Linked DNA regions of Mus musculus: all the other regions are linked to region 1. A link is a contact called in public Hi-C data. All regions are on one chromosome and are shown on one strand. Each heading gives the region's core, a stretch centred on a gene start, on an enhancer-like site or on the middle of the called end of the contact. The rest is flanking DNA. Distances are from core to core; before and after follow the strand shown. Region 1 overlaps Scel (sciellin). Region 2 overlaps Mycbp2 (MYC binding protein 2, E3 ubiquitin protein ligase). Region 3 holds the start of Acod1 (aconitate decarboxylase 1). Region 4 overlaps Mycbp2 (MYC binding protein 2, E3 ubiquitin protein ligase).

The links. Hi-C and Micro-C count contacts between places; a contact is called where the count stands out from the background.
Region 2: a Hi-C map of bone marrow-derived macrophages shows a contact between it and region 1, with 15 read pairs. The contact joins two enhancer-like sites. A contact is called at or near these places in 1 of 15 datasets of contacts at CTCF or cohesin (large pre-B cells), 11 of 484 Hi-C or Micro-C datasets (Th2 cells, adipose-derived mesenchymal stem cells, bone marrow-derived macrophages and 6 more), 3 of 115 datasets of contacts at active chromatin or transcription factors (CD8 T cells, memory CD8 T cells and microglia) and 3 of 9 other capture datasets (adipose tissue, embryonic stem cells and liver).
Region 3: a Hi-C map of bone marrow-derived macrophages shows a contact between it and region 1, with 27 read pairs. The contact joins the promoter of Acod1 here to the enhancer-like site in region 1. A contact is called at or near these places in 13 of 39 promoter capture datasets (the C10 cell line, the HPC-7 cell line, HPC-7-derived erythroid cells and 8 more), 2 of 15 datasets of contacts at CTCF or cohesin (CD8 T cells and large pre-B cells), 24 of 484 Hi-C or Micro-C datasets (the Ba/F3 cell line, the C2C12 cell line, the CH12 cell line and 12 more), 8 of 115 datasets of contacts at active chromatin or transcription factors (the 230-238 cell line, bone marrow-derived dendritic cells, embryonic stem cells and 2 more) and 1 of 9 other capture datasets (liver).
Region 4: a Hi-C map of bone marrow-derived macrophages shows a contact between it and region 1, with 19 read pairs. The contact joins two enhancer-like sites. A contact is called at or near these places in 1 of 15 datasets of contacts at CTCF or cohesin (large pre-B cells), 3 of 484 Hi-C or Micro-C datasets (bone marrow-derived macrophages, frontal cortex and trophoblast stem cells), 3 of 115 datasets of contacts at active chromatin or transcription factors (CD8 T cells, effector CD8 T cells and microglia) and 2 of 9 other capture datasets (embryonic stem cells and liver).

The regions. Positions count from the first base shown.
Region 1 is chr14:103,530,816-103,533,515 of GRCm38.p6, forward strand. Scel (sciellin) reads left to right here. Exons shown (of 31, transcript NM_022886.2): 4 at 2,475-2,534. Among named protein-coding and RNA genes, the nearest start is that of Scel, 19 kb to the left of the region's middle. Within about 2 kb of position 1,351, at least 39 of the 459 cell types and tissues checked have an H3K27ac peak or open chromatin away from gene starts, as enhancers often do. A contact at or near this core is called in the Ba/F3 cell line, CD8 T cells, Th2 cells and 3 more, where this site is marked.
Region 2 is chr14:103,154,537-103,157,291 of GRCm38.p6, forward strand. It overlaps Mycbp2 (MYC binding protein 2, E3 ubiquitin protein ligase), which reads right to left. Exons shown (of 85, transcript NM_207215.2): 58 at 588-2,231; 59 at 210-379. Among named protein-coding and RNA genes, the nearest start is that of Fbxl3, 56 kb to the left of the region's middle. Within about 2 kb of position 1,360, at least 25 of the 459 cell types and tissues checked have an H3K27ac peak or open chromatin away from gene starts, as enhancers often do. A contact at or near this core is called in bone marrow-derived macrophages, where this site is marked.
Region 3 is chr14:103,045,676-103,048,375 of GRCm38.p6, forward strand. It overlaps Acod1 (aconitate decarboxylase 1), which reads left to right and starts at 1,337. Exons shown (of 5, transcript NM_008392.1): 1 at 1,337-1,404. The coding sequence starts at 1,393. Gm41235 (predicted gene, 41235) reads right to left here. Exons shown (of 4, transcript NR_168885.1): 2 at 2,289-2,411; 3 at 551-582.
Region 4 is chr14:103,185,294-103,187,993 of GRCm38.p6, forward strand. Mycbp2 (MYC binding protein 2, E3 ubiquitin protein ligase) reads right to left here. Exons shown (of 85, transcript NM_207215.2): 50 at 291-388. Among named protein-coding and RNA genes, the nearest start is that of Fbxl3, 87 kb to the left of the region's middle. Within about 2 kb of position 1,323, at least 14 of the 459 cell types and tissues checked have an H3K27ac peak or open chromatin away from gene starts, as enhancers often do. A contact at or near this core is called in bone marrow-derived macrophages, where this site is marked.

The sequences.
Region 1 (2,700 bases), core at 101-2,600:
CACACTTAAGAAAGTCTGCACTTTTAGAAACATATTCACATACAAAAGAAAGAGAGCTTGATTGTCATCTACAACAGTTTCCTTTGTAAACTGAAAAGCAAGCAAGCCATCCCAGTTTCCCAAAGACAAGTTAATCCCCTCTATGATGTATTGATCACGCCAGTAATTTTTCAAGTTTATAAATACAATAATAACTAAAATTTTTTACATGCATGAATAAAATCTATAAATTCCCATCCATTTTGGTCCCATCTGACCATCTACGTCTAGGTGGTTGGAAGAATGTGGCCTTATATAAGAGCAAAATTTCACTGGTTTTGAGCATTGCTTTGGCTGCTATGTATTTAAAGAACTAAAACTATGGCTATAGGGTTCGAGCCTGTTAGTAACATAGGTTATGAGAGATATTCATCTAGCCTGGTTCCATCTTCATTATCAGTTATATATTATAAGTTATGCATAGCTATGGATTCATTTTCCGACTTCTTTATGTGTTAAGCTTGATGTTGGGCATTTGATTGATGAAGCATCACTAATTCTCATAAACATATAAGGTAGGTATTATAATCTCATTTTATAGGAGAGAAATCCATAGCTCGGAGAAGCTAGGTAATTTATCCAAATGGCCACATAGCTATTATGTGGCTGAATTGATATTTTAACATGATCCACTGTCTTTCCGTTATATCCATGCTTTTTAACCAGAGGCAATTTACCCCAGGGGATATTTGGCAATGTTGCGGGATATTTTTGGTCATGAAATTGGGGAATACACCTAACACATTGCGAATGGAAGTCCAAAGGACCAGTAAACATCCTGAAAAGTGCAGAGTAGACCTCACAGTGGAACACTCTCAAACCACAATGTTAACAGCCACACGTTGGGAAACTGCATTTAAGAGTACTTATTCTAAACTTCTGCACACTATCCAGATGTGCTTACCTGTGGAGCATACTATCTGCACACTATCCAGATGTGCTTATCTGAGGAGCATACTTATAAGTGGCAATGCCAGATAAAAATATCTTTTAACTTTTGTTATCGTATCGTTTTTAGCCACTGCCATATAGTGATGTGGGGAGACTTAGTCACTGTTAGACTGAGCACTACCACTTCCTCCCACAAGTCCACACTTAGCTCTTCAGTGAGAGCACTTCTCTTTCACAAACATCGATAATAAGTTTTAGCTTCCAAGTACTTATACTAACGGGTGAAGGTAAAAACACCAATAAGTCATGGTTGGTGGGAATGTTGTTCGATGCCGAGCAAGCCTCCCTAAGCAGGTCTGGGGAAGCCGGCTTGGGTGGCGTGGCAGGTGCTGAGTGGAGGGGAAGTTGGCTTAGGTGCTTTTCTGGCTCCTACTGGCCCAGTTCTGGGCTGGGTGCTATCATTTGCTTTCGGGCAAGAATGTGCCCGGCCCCTGCTGTGCTCTTTAAGGTTTTACGGAAAGGTCCAAGGAAGAGGAAAGCTTTTCTCTTGGCCTTCTGAGCATGCTGCTGTGCTAGATCATTTTCAGTTTCTCTGCTCACCTTTCTTTTTAATTATCTAGTCCAGTTTCTTTTATAGCTTTGTTAAACATAGTTCCAGAATGTTGAGTGACGTTAATGGAGCCCGTGGAGAGCGGAGGTGGTGTTTCAGGTTTGGGGAGTTGGCAGGAAGAGGTTCAGGTACTTGCCCTCTGCTGAGTTCCCAGGCCACATCCTAATGTCACCTGGGCTTCCATGCCCACTCCACAAAGTCAGAATGGCATTGCTTTGGCAACTTATGTATACAATACAATTCTATCATAGGGTTGAGTAGTAAAGAGGGCAGGGGAAACAAAGATCCGGGTCCTGAGCCGCCTTTGTCAGTTGCTCATCTTCTGATTCTAGGAAGCCACAAAACCTTTGATGACCTCATCTACTTACTGGCTAGCAGAAACAGTGTCTTCCCTGCCGCAGTTGAGAGGTCTTTGAAGGCACATGCATTCTAATGCCTTAAAAATGGGCTTAATCTCCTATGAATGATTAATCTCCCTCATTTGAAACATTAGCAATTGTTTCCCTGTGTTTTGCCAAGGCAAATGGTCAAATCCATCAAAACGGGCAGACATCGTAGGCTTAATTACAGCTGAAGAACGCTGATAGAAAACGTTTGTCTTTTCCTCTTGTTGGAAAGAACTGGTACACACAAAGTCAATGCTCTCATGTTTCCACACTTGGGTTTTTTTTTTTTTAATCACTCTAAACAAAGCACTGACTGATTGTGGAAATCTCATGGGACAAATAGACTTGTACCGTCAAACTAGTTTTACTCCATTCTGATCCTGCAAGTTGTGGCTGGTTAATTTAGATTTATGGTTGTGCTCTTAGGCACGGAGTAAAGCAAATTAACCTTGCCTAAAGTTGTAGCTCTCTTCCTGTCTCTCTTATTTGATGCTTAGCAAACATTATGGTAACTTTTGATGTAACTTAATTTTGGTCTTTCTCTGCAGAGACGGAAATTATGGCAGGGTGGTGCTCAACCGGCACAACTCCCATGATGCCTTGGACAGGTGAGCGTCTATAACAAATACATAACTCAAGACACAAAAGTGGAGGTTTAGAGAGAAGACTTGTGCAAGCCAGATGTGTGTTTGTAGGTAGGCTTGGGTCTTCTTCAACATATGCACATGCAGAGGAAATCTAGAATACCACTAGGGGTTTAGTCCAGAAAACTGT
Region 2 (2,755 bases), core at 110-2,609, 380 kb before region 1:
ATACATCTGTAGTGCCGGGGACAATGATAAAGACGACATCACAAACATCCGTCAACATACCATTTGTATCTATCTGTTACATTAGAAACAGGTTACTTATCTAATATTGAATTAGTATTTCATTTTCGTTATATAAGCTGAATTTTAGTATCACTTACATACAACTAATCCATATCATAAATAATATAGCCTGAATGTAGTAAAAATACCTTTTCCCTTGCAGCGGCCTGTTTTTCACGGAGGTATTTTTCTCTACAGCGATCGCATACGAGGTACCAAGTGCTTCCTCCCATTCCCCCATCACCACAGTTACCAGCCCATCCTCCACAAAAATGCCCAATGCTATTGTATCCTTGTCCACCAGCATATCGGCCACAACCTTGAAAAAAAATAAGACATACATTTAACATTTTGAATGTCTTTGATTTTTCACTAGTGATATTATATCAGCAACAGGTGCATCTTTTCAAAGTAAAATCCCGAGCAAGTACCTAACTGTTTAAAAGGTGTACATATGTGATATAGTTCAGAGGATGTAGCTTATCAGGACTAAAGCATATATATACACACACCACAAAATAGCTTACCTGGGTGAGCTTGTCTCATGTGATATGTCACTGGGTACGGATGGGATTCTCCACACAGCTCACAGATGGTATCTTTCTCTGGCCCTCCTACAGCCAGCTGGGCCATTTCACCAAACAAATTGCCCCTTGGCCGAATTTCTGTCTTTTCTTTTTTCTTTTTTTCCTTTTTTGTTTTTTTATTCTCTTTTTCACATTCTTTCTTTTTAAGGACTGCACAGGAACCAGGACTTGGAAAAATCATATTCTGGGAAGCAGCTTTGATTGTAGCCAAAGAGATATCTTCCCAGAAAGCCACTAAATGTTGTAATGTTAAAGGAAGTGGAGATTTCGACTTCATTGTGTGATGCATGGACATTTCAAAAGTGGCTTCCGATTTCCCGTCCTCACATTTTTCATGGAGAGGCGGTTCCTTAAGCATGGACAAGACCTTATTTTTGTTGATACTACCCATCTTGGATATATCTGGGCCATGAGGTGCAATGTTAAACATATTCAGAGCAGACGATATTTCCAATGAATGTCTATTTTTTAACTTGATTTCCTTTTCCTCTGTGGGTGGTTGGCTATTCAAACTACTTCTTATAGGAGCATGTTCTTTGGAAAGGTCAGGATTAAATTTCAGGAAGGAAGAACAAGCCATTGCATCATGTACTATGCCTTCATGCCACAAAAAAGAGGCAAAGACGGCTCTGGCACACTCAGCCACAGACGGGGACATGGCTTGCTTGGCTGGTTCTAAAGATTTGGTTCCATCTCCTTTGAAAAGGAAGTTAGACTTTTCTTTTTTGGGCCTGGTGTGTCTGTTAGCACACTTCCGACTTATTTTGGGTGATGCTCTCATTTCCTGTTCATCTTTCAGCGGTGCTTTGCCTATGCTGAAATGCACTTTATTTGAACCTTCATCCACACTCTTCAAGTCACCGCTGTCATCGCAGGTGCTGTCCGTGACACCATTTGTTTTTAAAGTACTTGAAGTACAGACTTCAACTACCTCACTGTGGAGGTTTTCCTGCACTACGTGGGGAGAAGGGGCTCTGTTTTCAGACCCTGGGGAGTCTTTAGGATCCTTTGGTACTGGTTTTGGTTTTGGTGATGTGGACCGCCCCCTTAATGGTTCTGTGAGGGGCATTTTCTTCTTACGGAGGGTATCTGGATCAAGTGTATATGAGTCTGACTTGGAACGTTCCCGAGGTGGGTCAAGTTTTGTCTTAGCAGGAGCTGTGCTTTTCTGAGGTAGATTTTTATCCTGTGGTGAGGAGGAGCGTGGAGAGCTTGCACCAGATGGGCTAGACCTGGGAGTCGGCAGAGGCTTGGGCTTAGGGGAGGATGACCTCGAGCCTGGTCCTGGGGATTCGGCCCTGAAGCCAGAAGACGTCCTCCCATCAGACTTCAGTGTCTGCAGAGTGTTATGGTTAGGGGACAGGGACCTACTATGGGAGTCTGACCTCAACTTTGCAGCATCAGATTTTAACATGAGGGATTCACTAGCAGATAAGCCTTCTGTCCCCCGTGGCTTCTTCTGGTCAGCAGGAGTCCGGCTCACATGCCCGTCGGGTTTAACTGACCTGCTGTGCTTAGAGGGCAGCTCTGACTTCCCTGATGTGGACACTGGTCTTGAAGATGTTGAGATAGTTCCTCTGTCACCTGCATGATCCATTTCACAGTGAACTTGTTAATAAAATGCAACATAAACACTAAAACAGAAAAGCTACAAAATTTACGCTACTTATCACATATACAAAACATGTTAAGAATAAAATGAAAATATTTTCCATAAAATTTCTACTCTATCATTACACATGCTACAACAATACATGTTTATATGAATAAACAGTATGTATTCACCCAAATGAGCTATTAGTGTTACATATATAAACCACAGCCCTTATGCAACTAATTAGAATTTAAATTCAGCAAGAGACAAGAAAGAGAATAACTACTTTAAAAATTAAATTTTGAAAAATATCCTCCATACAAAAATAATCAAGTTACGATATTCAGGAGAGTGAAACTTAGCATACTTAGGGTAACAGCATAGGTCTTGTTGAACAAAGAAACTCAATTGTATTCAATTGTAAAAAATAAATACAATTAGGTTAGTGAAGAGCTCTATACAGGAGACATCGTAGTTTAATGTCTTGATTACAATGAAATAATAAAGTATGGAA
Region 3 (2,700 bases), core at 87-2,586, 490 kb before region 1:
TCCTCCTCCTCCTCCTCCTCCTCCTCTTCCTCCTCCTCCTTCTTTCTCTCTCTCTCTCTCTCTCTCTCTCTCTCTCTCTCTCTCTCTCTCTCTCTCTCTCTCTCTCTCTTCTCCAAGGAATAATCTGTGAAGGATGATTTTCCAGAGTTCTCCTCTATTACACTCAACCAGGTGGTCTCTGATTAGCCAAATGTGTGTACTTGGCATGTGTGTGTGTGTGTGTGTGTGTGTGTGTGTGTGTGTGTGTGTACATGTGTCTGTGTGGTGTGTATTTAGATATTTTTAATTAATTTTTTGAGATTTTAATTTATTTATTTATGTATTTACAACATTTCCACCCCTCCTCCTTCTCTTCTTTTAACTCTGGCCACCATTCCTCACAAATTCATGGCCTCTTCTTTAGTTATCACACACACACACACACACACACACACACACACACACGTGTGCACACATATGTACACGTACTTTCTCAACTGTCTCTGAGCCTTAGGTGTAGGGGTTTCATTGTTGGTATATCAGTTAGGTCTGGGCACCCATGCTCACTTACTCGTTATAGATAGTTGTAGTAGTCGTCTCCATCTACAATAAAAAGAAGCATCGTTGATGAGGGGCAGAGCTACACTTATCTGTGCGTGAGTAAGTATTTAGAATGCAGCTAGGTTTAGGGAACTGGCAGTGGTAGGCTCTCCTCTAGGATTCATAACCTTTAGGTTATGGCACATTTAGTGACTTCGTTAGTTACCTCTGGGTTATCGCCTCTGAAATTATGATGTGATTGGTGGCTTTGTTCACAGTACCAGTCATGGATTTCCTTCTGGTAAGCAGGCTCTAAGTCCAATAAGAACCAGTCAGGGTTTTTGTTTTTTGTTTTTTTCATCATTCCCAGAAGCTGTTTCATGGTTGGTTGGTGACAATGGGCTGTCTGTGAGAAGGCTGCTCTGAGTGACTCCTTGCCTTTCCAGATCTGGGGGCTTTTCTTCCTCTGTCATAGTCTTGCTATTTCCTTGTGATAAGTCTTCAAGAGTGGGATGCCCAGTAAAGAGAGTGTGCACTCTTCTCACCTATGGCCCCTAGCTGGGACAGGCCATCCCTCTGTAATTATAACTTAGTTTTTCTTATGTCTGTGAGGAATCATCAGATTATGGCCGCTGTAACACCTCCTCTCATCAGCCCTACATCTATAAGGGAGCTCTACACAACACAACAAAGGAAGTTTAAGTGAGGTCATTGGGGAGGTGTTGAAATGGTGGAAATTCCATGGTTGAAACAAAAGTGAAAGGGACAGACCTGGAGGGAGTGACTGTGTATAAAGGCACACGTCCACTAAAGGCCCCCAGCCAGCAACTACTCCTGCCATCCACTCCTGAGCCAGTTACCCTCCAGAGCAACATGATGCTCAAGGTATCGTAGCACTTGATGGCGCTTGCCTAAACTGCCTTCCTGGCTTGATTCTTCCTTTCTCAATCAGTTGGTCTTTTGCTAGCTATCTGCTCTGCTGCAGAAAGGACATCTTAGCTTTGCTTATGGTCTCTGAGCTGCCTGATTTAGCTATCTGTTGGCTTTCATCAGTATTTGACAGACAATGCCCATGATCCCATTGCTTCCTCCTAGCAAGAGAGTTAGGCCTGGTAAGTTCACTGAACCTCCACCTCTTGGTTTTGTGTGTGTCCTCTGTGGGACAGGAGCACATCTGTGATGGGAGCACAGGGGCACATCTGTAATTATCTATTTGCTCTCATGTACCCTGTAGTCCCCTGGCAGGTTTTTTAAGTTGGATGGCCTCATTTACTGGTTTGGCAGTTTAGAGAACAGTGCACAGGGAACTTGCCAGGGCTCCTGACACTTATTATAAAACGAATGACTCCATACTCCGCTTTAATCTATACATTAGTCACAGGAGCTTACTAAAAAGATAGACAAGTGCCCCTATAAAGTCAAGCACGCCAGCAAGACATTTGACTTGTAGATGAAGGATGACTCACAGGAATCTGAGTGGAGCTATTGTCCCCCTTATGATCTCTCCCTCCATGGTCAGGGAGGGCGGCTTGTTCTTTGGCTCTCAGATCGTGTTCAGCACTATCAGGTCAGGGGAGCCCAGTGGTCTGTCGTAAATCACATAAGCAGTGCCAGCCCGATGCCTTGAGATCTATGCTGCTGTTCCTCATCTGCTATTCATCAAATGTTTAACTGGTACTTGGAAATCAAGCCAGCTGATTATTATTGAGTCCATTCTTTTCCCTCCTTCCCTCCTCTTCTGCATATAAAATGCTTGTCAAAATACTTACCAGTAGGAAAAACAGCATCATTGTCTTCCTCGGCCCTAAACAGAAACATCCACAGCAATATCTGTTTGCTCTCCAGGCTGGCTCGGCTCCCGCTTTCTCCTACTGCAAGCTCTCTTGGTTTTTCTGTCAAAGTTTTACAAATGTAACAAATGTTCCATTCTCTTGAAAATGACAGTCGTTATATGACCTATAAATCTGAAGACTCTAAGGATAGGGCTATGGCTGAGACAGGAGAATTGTCCAAAGTTCAAAGCCAGCCTGAGCTACATAGTGAGTCCAGTTTAGCCAGGGCCACACAGAAAGACCCTGCCTCAGAAAGAAAAAGAAAAGAAGAGAAAAAAGGGCTGGTGGGTAGAAGGTGGAAGATTTTCCTGTAGATGAGGGTTCTAGTCTCTGTCTCTACTTTGGCAGT
Region 4 (2,700 bases), core at 73-2,572, 350 kb before region 1:
CTTGAATTCTCACATGTAATTTCAGTAGACTTTCTGTTAATAGTATACTTTTAATATAAGCATGAACAGAACACTCAAAAACAATAAAAAATATATAGAAGCCAGAAAAGCAAAATTGTACAATTTGAGAGGAATAATTCTTATGAACTGCTCTTCAGACTGATTTAGGGATACTGGAAATTAAAATACTACAATAAATCAAGTAAAATATTAGATATTTGAGAGCTACTTTGAGGCATGAAAAATTTCAGTCTCTGACCAACTCCACTTTTGCTTTGTCCTCCACTGACCTTATTTGGCTGGGGGTCTGCCTTCGGCTTGACTAGCTGAGTCCCTGGGGGGATCATCCCCTTTGGTGGATCTTTGACTTTTACTTCAAGGCCAGCATCTGTAAGAAAAGTAGTGTAATTAACATTTGACTACTCAGGTAAAAGGATGGGAAATCTAGCCCATCATAGGCTATTTTACTTTTTATTTATGTATATGGTTTTTTCCACCATGTATGTCTGGTCACCCATTCATGCCTGAGGCCTGTAGAGGACTGGATCTGCAGGTGTAGCAAGCCAGCATGTAGGTGCTCAGACAGGAGAGCAAGCGTCCTGGAAGTGCATTCGGCACTCTTAATGGCTATGCTGTCTCTCCAGCCCCACATCATAGACTGTCTTGAACAATGAAGACAAATACCTGAATTTTACATTTTTTAAAAGAGGTGATTGATACTAAGTTGGAAAAATGGAAAAAAAATTTTAAATGAGGTCTTGAGATTCCCAAAGAGCACTTTATAGCATTTCCTGAAGTGTTTAATAGGAGCACATCGAGTGATCATGAACAAACTCAAAATAATAATAATGATAATAATAATGATGATAATAATAATAATAAGGCATGGCTTTCTGACACGTGCTATGACTAGCACAGAGACAGGTGAGAACACTATTCACCTCCCACCATGGAAGCTCTGTGACTGTTGGCATGAGGCCTGGATGGCAGTGTGATAACACAGTAGGTGAGAGACACGTCCTCATGCTGGACCACTCAGTGCTCGGAGACAGGAATGACAATACTAGCTACCTCACACTATGAGAGTTAAATGACATAAAATATCTGTGCAACAATGTACATGTATTAAGTATTCAATAACATTAGCTATTATTATTATTATTATCTGCCCTTGTCTGTGGCCAAGAAAGGTCCTAGATTGAAGACAGCTTGAAAAAGAGCAGAGTTAGGACAAAAAAAAAAAAAAATAGTAGAAGTGAGTAGGAAAGTAAAAGGATGACTGCACATATATGTGTGCCCATCTCAGCTTCAATACAGAACAGTATCTGCACTCACTGCTGTATCAGATTGAAGACTCTACTGAAGCCATTCCTAACACACACTGTCACACTACTTTTCATTTTTTCAAAGCAAGGATTACAATTCATTATGGTATTTTTGTTTTTCTTTTCTTTTTTATATTGAAAATAGATTCTTCTTTCATACAATACATCCCGACCACAGTTTCCCTTCTCCAACCCTCCTAGTTTCTCTCACTTCCCCCCTCCCCCTTAGCCATTTCCCGTTTCCTCTTCAGAAAAGTGCAGACCTCCAAAAACCAAGACAACCTAACAGGACAAACAAGAGACAAAGACAAAGCCCTCATATGGGGGCTGGACAGGGCAACCCAACAGAAGGCAAAGAGTCCCAAGAGCAGGCAACAGAATCAGAGACACAGCCAACCCACCGTTAGAGTCCCACTAACCCCAAGCTAACAGCCCTAACAAACTGCTTTGCTGCTTCCCTCCCCACTCCCCATTTTGCTCTCACTTTTGAAAATAAAGGAGCCAAAGATGGCAAACAAAGGCTATGACCTCAAGTCTCTCTGCCTTTCCAGTTTGTGTGCCAGATTCCACACGCCATCTACCTAAGGAGAAGAACTCTCTCTGAGTACCTCCTCTACACTGCCTATCAGGGCTCCTCTTGTTTCCCTTGCCTTTCTCGGCCACGTGCTGCCTTCATGGTCTCCTATCTAGGTCACAGCCTACTCTTCCTCATCCTAACATTAACGCTTGTAATCTCTGTATGAGGAAAAACGGGCAATTGCTTTTTCTTCTAGAATCTGGATGACCTCAATTAGTGTAATACTTTCCAGACCCATCATTTTTCCTGCTAAATTATTAATTTCATTCTTTACAACTGAGAAAAACCCTACTGTAGAACACACATTTTCATTGCCTATCAGTGGACATCCAGACTGCTCTGTCCCCTTGCTATCTGAATGATGCTGAAAGAAACGTGAAAGGACAAGCATCTGGGTGGCAGCAGTGCTTGGAAATTCCTGCTCAAGTCTGTATTTATATCTACTTAAAATCACTTATAAGTTATTATAAGGTTGCCTATTTAATCTCAGCAACACATAAGTCTTTAATGCTTGATAAAATTATCTTTTCTACAACCAAGTTTTGCTAAGCACTAAGTAAATGTGTGCTGACCTAAAGGTTTTAGCAATGTGGTAAAATGAAAGGCATTATAATTTATATATCTGATTGAATACTTATAACTTCTAAATATCAAAATGCAAATAACCTTTTTATTTCCAATGATAACATAAGTGGTTTACAGCACAACTTCCTAAAGGGTATTCTGATGTTATGTTACTATTATAGTCACCCTTTCACAACATCCATACATGACACTTTTCATTCTACTGTTATTCTT